2 separate regions of the Mus musculus genome follow, and region 2 is linked to region 1. A link is a contact called in public Hi-C data. All regions are on one chromosome and are shown on one strand. Each heading gives the region's core, a stretch centred on a gene start, on an enhancer-like site or on the middle of the called end of the contact. The rest is flanking DNA. Distances are from core to core; before and after follow the strand shown.

Region 1 (2,996 bases), core at 188-2,687:
GCAATTTCTCTTCCTTAGGCTACCACCAATCTCAGCCTTGAATGTGTGCTTAAGTAGATTATGTGTGAATAGTTTTACAACTTGGAGGAAGGACACCTCGAGGAAGCCAAGCAAGCAATCTTTCCAACCAGATCCACTTGCATGGTGACCATAAACACACACACCACACACACTCAAATAAACTGAAGGGCATTTGATTGACCTCTACAGGGGGAGGGGGCTGGGAGAAGTTCCAGCACACCACAGGAGCACCTGTTGGGTGGAACGCAGGCCTCCAGCCATGTTAAACTGAAGGTATGACTTAAAAACAAAGCATGCCAGGTGTGGTGCATGCCTTAAATCCCAGCACTCTGGGAGGCAGAGGCAGGTGGATCTCTGTGAATTCAAAGCCAGCCTGGTCTACATAGTGAGCTGCTGAATCACCAGGGTTGAGTGTCCTCTAACACTCTGGATGACATTGGGCAGGGATTCGTGGGAACTCCCCCATCTCTCCTGCATGGATAAGAGAGATATTCGTTAAGTGCAGACTTCGCAGTCGGGAGGCAGAGGGTGAGAGGTGTGGATGTGTTTCCTGTGCCTGTAGAATTGAGTACTGACCACGAAGGTCCAAGTGCAGATAGAAAGTAGGACCGAGGCCCAGAGGTCTTCAGCATGGCGGGCAACTGGGGTTGACAGTGACTTGTTACCTATTTTATAAAGAACCAGAGTAGGAAGTTAGAAGATTCTCAACACAAAGAAGGATAACTGTTAAGGACCTAAGAATGCTGATTTGGTCACTGTAGGTTATATGAATGTTAAATTATCATACCATATCCCATACATGTATATAATGATGAGACGTTGATTCAATATTTTATTACGTTTCTTTAAAAACCTTTTAAAAAGAGATAATCATGTGGATCTCAGAAATAGTAAAATATAACACAACAGGGAAATCTCTCCAGCAGCTAGGCCTGGCCAATCCAACCCAGCCCAATCAATGAATGTTCCAGCCAGGTATATAATACAGTAGGGATCCTGCACAGAGTACTCTGGGGACTACCGAGGCCTCACTAGTTCCCAACTGCCCATGTGACTCTTACAGTTTCTAGCAAAGAACATAGACTAAGACTCTGAAATGGTCAGTTCCCTGAACAAATACATGGTGATGGGCTGGAAGACATTCTTCAAGAAGTAAAACTGAGCAAGCCCCCGGGTGGGGGGAGCTAGAGAAGAGAGCTTGAGTCCTGCTGAGCCTGAGTGCCTGCTTCTCATTGCCCTGGAGAAGGAAGCCTCAGCCAATTGGCACTATACAATGACAGTTTAGCCAGGCTCTTCTGTTACAGAGATTGACTCAGAAAGACAGAGGATGGAGCCCAGGGCAACCCCCAAGCCTCTCCCCTCACTGCTCATAACATGAGGGTGTAATGACTGTCCTCTGGCTTGTTTTGGTTTTGGTTTTGGTTTAGAGCTGGCCGGTTGTGTAACCCCAGGGACCCTGAGACTTTGTGCTAGCCAAAGCCATGCTCTCACCATGCCAGCTTTCCTTTGCTGGCCACAGGAGGAGTTTTTAGGTCCTTACTGATGCTCCTATCTCCTGGGTAGTTTATTTTGGCTCTGATCATTAACCGTACCTGAACATAAAATTACCCAGAACAGAAAACGCCTTTGTGCCTCTCCAGACATCATCCTTCCTCCTGGAGTGCTGGAACTGTAGCCTCAGGAGGAAATACTGGAATAGCAGGGCTCTGCTCACTCCTTGGGCTTCCCGATGAGGCAGGGTTCTGCTACATTCTAGCTGAGGCACAGAGCTGGGCCAGTCAGTGGGGATTATAAAGCTTTCTGGAAAATATAGAGACATATCAGCACTTAATCTGGCATCAGCCCACCAGGTTTGTCATCCAAACTAGTCTGGAAACTGAGGTATGGAGATCCCAAGTTCAGTACCAAGCTGGGCTCCAAGCCAGCCTGGGCAACTTGATGAGACCCTGTCTGAAAAGACAGTGAAAAGGAAAACCGGTGACGCTCTGGATGAGCATACTGGCTCCAGATTTAATTCCTAGCCCCTGATCTCTAAATACTTCTGAATGCTCACCATGAATTGGTGGTCTTGATTTCTCCAAAGCCCCCTATTACCTGTGAGCCCAAATAAACTCTTCATATTGTCAAGTATCCCACAGGAAGGAGATAAGTAACAGCTCGAACAGGCTTCCTTCTGGTCACATGAGGCGATGAGAAAGATCTATGTCCTCAGATTATCTGAGCTGACTCCAAGGGAAGGATGCAGAGAGAAGGGACTGTCCTCAGACTCTCCAAGGGGGCTGTCACTTTTCTATGTGCACACTGGCTTCCGTGGGACAACAGCTCCAAAGTTGAACTCTCAAGTCCTACTCAGAAAAGGCCAGCAGTCCCCTGGAAATGGGCTTCCTTCCAGAGTGAGGAGTGGGTGGCTCCTCTCACCTGTGAACTCCTGTCAATCAAGGGGCTCAAACACAGCAGCGTGCAGAGTTGAAATGCCAGCATCCAGGGAATCCTGGAGCCTCCCCCAAGAAATCAAAAGCCCTAACAAAGTTCTGCTTTCTGCAAACTGGAACCTTCCTCATTCTGGTGGAAGCCTGCCTCAGACCTTCAGGCTGAGATGCAGAAGCAACCCCTCAGCTTAATCTTGTGGGCTACTTGCTCCTGGAACACACCAGGGCTACAGAGTCTACAAAGCCGAACCTCCAGCCCCGCCATCTTAGCGCCAACAGTGACTGGACTCGTGGATGTTTCTCAGGACAGAGACCTGGCCTTCCTCATATTTATACAATCGAGTTGGTCGACTGCAAAGAGGCTTTTCTGAGGTGTGTTGGAGAGGGTGTACCTCCCCAGTTAGCCACTTTGCAGACATATGGCCCACTATGCCACCAGTTACAAAGTGATTACTGGAGCAGCCCAAACAGATTTTTGTTTTGTTTTGTTTTGTTTTGGGGTTTTTTTTTTTGTTGTTGTTGTTGGGTTTTTTTGTCAAAGTGAAG
Region 2 (2,828 bases), core at 250-2,749, 77 kb before region 1:
TCTGGCTCTTAGTTTCTGGGCTGCTGGAGACCATTGTAGGTGCAGGAGACAACGTGGCCTCTGAGGTTTGCCACCAAGGCAGCTGCTTTTGTGAAGGTCACAGGCCCCTTCACCTCTCATTCCTGTCAGAAATGGAACTGATCAGCAAAGACAGCAGGAAAGCCCAGCTCTCTCCCCAGGCAGGTGCAGCCAGAAGAGTCCTCCAGAGGGGGAAAAAAATGTCAACAAGTTGGGTCACATGTCTGCCAATGGCTTTGTCCCACAGAGGAACTGTTTTTAGATGTCTATCTTGGCATAGCCACTGGGAACCAATTGCAGATGTTGGAGGTGAAGTCATCTCTCTCCACCTGCGCAGGTTCTAGTAAGAAGGACTCATGCAGCTAGGACCCAGGTAACTCAGAGTGACAGGTGGCCTTTAGTTATATTCACCCAAACTTTGAGTTTCCAAGAAAGGAAACCAAATGGGACCTGAAACCAGTACTCACCCATCTGCCACTGAGTAAAGTTGCCTAGCACAGTACTGCAGACGGGTACTAGTGGCACACATTACTGCTTGGACTCTGGAGGATGGAATCTAAGACCAAGAGTCTGGGTGATCAGCACGTGGCGAGGACATTCTTCCTGGCTTGCAGATGCCCACTTCTCGTTAACCTTACAGTGCTCATGTGTGGAGAGGTGGGAAGAGAGAAATGCTCCAATCTCTTCTTATAGAGCCACGATGCCCACTTGACCCTGGAAACCCCTTTCCAACCCCATTGAATTTTAATGGCTTCCTTGAGGGCTCAGTCTCCAAATACAGTCATGCCAGGTGTTAAAATTTCAACATGGGAATCTGGGGTAGGGGAATTCTGCACACCTCACATGTGGGCTGGATCATGCTGACCTTCTAACACAAGCAGAAAACAACACAGACCTCAAGCCAAAGCCTGGGTTTGAGCTAAATACTTACAAAGGCTTAAGTGCCATGTCCTCTGTCCCTATGCCCTGTTCTCATGCCCCTGGGACTCAGTCACCAGTCTGAAGAGCACCAGCTCCAGGTCAGGCTGCAAATGGCTCTCTGGTATAAGTGTCTGGTTGATCAGAGCATCTCCAGGGGACGGGCAGAGGATCCCCACTTTCTACAGTGAAATCTGAAGCAGGAAGGGGTGGCAGCGAGGCCTGGCTGCTAAGTGGCAGGATTGGAATTTGATCCTAATCAATGTCGCTTTCTCGTTCCAACAACACACTCCCAGTGTGAAGCCTGTGATAGACAGACCAAGCTTAGCAGGCCAGGAAATCTCAGCTCAGTGAGAGGCTCAAAGCAAGAAGGGAAGTGAGGTGGGGGATGCACAGAGACTGCTGGTGTAGGGTTTGGAAAGAAAGCAACCTGGGGAATGTCCCAGAGCCCTGGATAAGATCAAGAGTTGGCTGGGAAAAACAGTGGGAGATGGGGCAGGGTGTATGCGGATGACAGGGTGGTAGGAACTAGCCCGGGTTTGAGCAGTGACCCATGGAGAGCCCTGCAATGCTGGAGTCTTAGGCCAAAGTCCAGAGTCTTGCCAGAGGAGGCCAAAGAGACAGGCCGGGCCTTTTGTGTGCCAGCTCAGTGAGAGATGTGTCCTGAGAACACCATGGTTCTGGAGGTACCACTGGCAGCCAGAGTGTAGATTTTAAACGGAACTAACCAGAGAGCTCCTGAGAAGATTAGGATGGAAAGGGCAAGGCCTAGACCCATAAGGGGCAGTGGGCAGATAAGGCAGGGAGGGGCCTGGCGGAGGAGAGATGGCTGAGACTGAGATATGCAGGGATGTGGTCCCAGAGAGACCAAAGAACCAAGGGTGTTCTCTCGCCACTGGTGTAAGCCATAGGGGTTTCCCCAGAGCAGGAACAGCAGATGCCAGCAAGGCAGGGCCAACTTCAGGCCATGCAGATGTCTGCTCCAACCCCTCCACCCCGGGCTTAACTGCAAAGCCTTGGGCAACATCTCATCCCCATCTCTATACCAGACAGAGCTGTGAGGAAGCCCCGAAGAGTGGTGTGCACAATGTCTGGCACTCCGGTGTCAGACACTGCTATTTATACCAGACACATAGATGTGTTTCTTCTTTGGAATGTGAACATATTCTTCAGGTCCCATCCGGAGAGAATGTCCCCACTCCGAGCCTACCTATAAACATTCCTGATGCCTCTAACTCCATTGCGTGTTAGGGGACCTCTTGGCTTTCAATAACAGACTCTTGGTTCACCAAGCTTCCCTGGATGCGTCGGGAACCCCCATCCCTGTCCCCAGCTCTGGTTCACTGGGGACCACTTCTTATACCTCCTCTCCAGGACAGAGGTCCTCCAACCAGAACAGCATGGCTACTCCCTCGCTAGTTGCTGAAACAGGGCTAGCATGAGGTGCTTGGCAAGTGTGTACTCACTGAGCACGAGTTGCCAAGTTTGCCCGGGGCTGATGACTTACGTACGAGTTTCAGTTTATTCCTCCAGTAGCCTACCAGAGGTGGATTTTTAAACTGATAAACACACCTGTGTTTAGCACAGAAAGAGAGTTCGCCCTGCTCCCTAGTACTGGTCCGGGAACAGTAAGCTTTATGGGCAAAGGAGCAAATTGACGTCTCCCAGGGAGTCGCTTCTGCTCCTGAGGAAGGAAGGCGCACTGTCTCGTTAAGCCCTTTGCTCCAGGAGGTAGTAGTATTATCCCCATTTTACAGACAAACAGACACACTGTAAGTCCGGTCTGTGGAGCGCCTATATGCCTTTGAGCCCAGGAAAGCACTGATGTTTATCCTAGAAACTAGGAAGGTTGGTTTGAGGAATGCTTAAAAATAGGCATTTTCCTATTATAT

What was found. A called contact is a pair of places that touch in the nucleus more often than the background predicts.
Region 2: a contact with region 1 is called in a Hi-C map of liver, with 1.8 times the contacts expected there. The contact joins two enhancer-like sites. A contact is called at or near these places in 1 of 15 datasets of contacts at CTCF or cohesin (the NIH/3T3 cell line), 10 of 484 Hi-C or Micro-C datasets (bone marrow-derived dendritic cells, bone marrow-derived macrophages, conventional dendritic cells and 2 more) and 4 of 115 datasets of contacts at active chromatin or transcription factors (CD8 T cells, bone marrow-derived dendritic cells, liver and 1 more).

The regions. Positions count from the first base shown.
Region 1 is chr12:25,142,077-25,145,072 of GRCm38.p6, reverse strand. It overlaps Gm36287 (a long non-coding RNA gene), which reads right to left. Exons shown (of 9, transcript XR_003950180.1): 3 at 1,614-1,821; 4 at 1-686. Among named protein-coding and RNA genes, the nearest start is that of Gm36287, 4.0 kb to the right of the region's middle. Within about 2 kb of position 1,437, at least 54 of the 459 cell types and tissues checked have an H3K27ac peak or open chromatin away from gene starts, as enhancers often do. A contact at or near this core is called in liver, where this site is marked.
Region 2 is chr12:25,219,327-25,222,154 of GRCm38.p6, reverse strand. The region is part of intron 7 of Gm36287 (a long non-coding RNA gene); the gene reads right to left. Among named protein-coding and RNA genes, the nearest start is that of Gm36441, 11 kb to the right of the region's middle. Within about 2 kb of position 1,499, at least 22 of the 459 cell types and tissues checked have an H3K27ac peak or open chromatin away from gene starts, as enhancers often do. A contact at or near this core is called in liver, where this site is marked.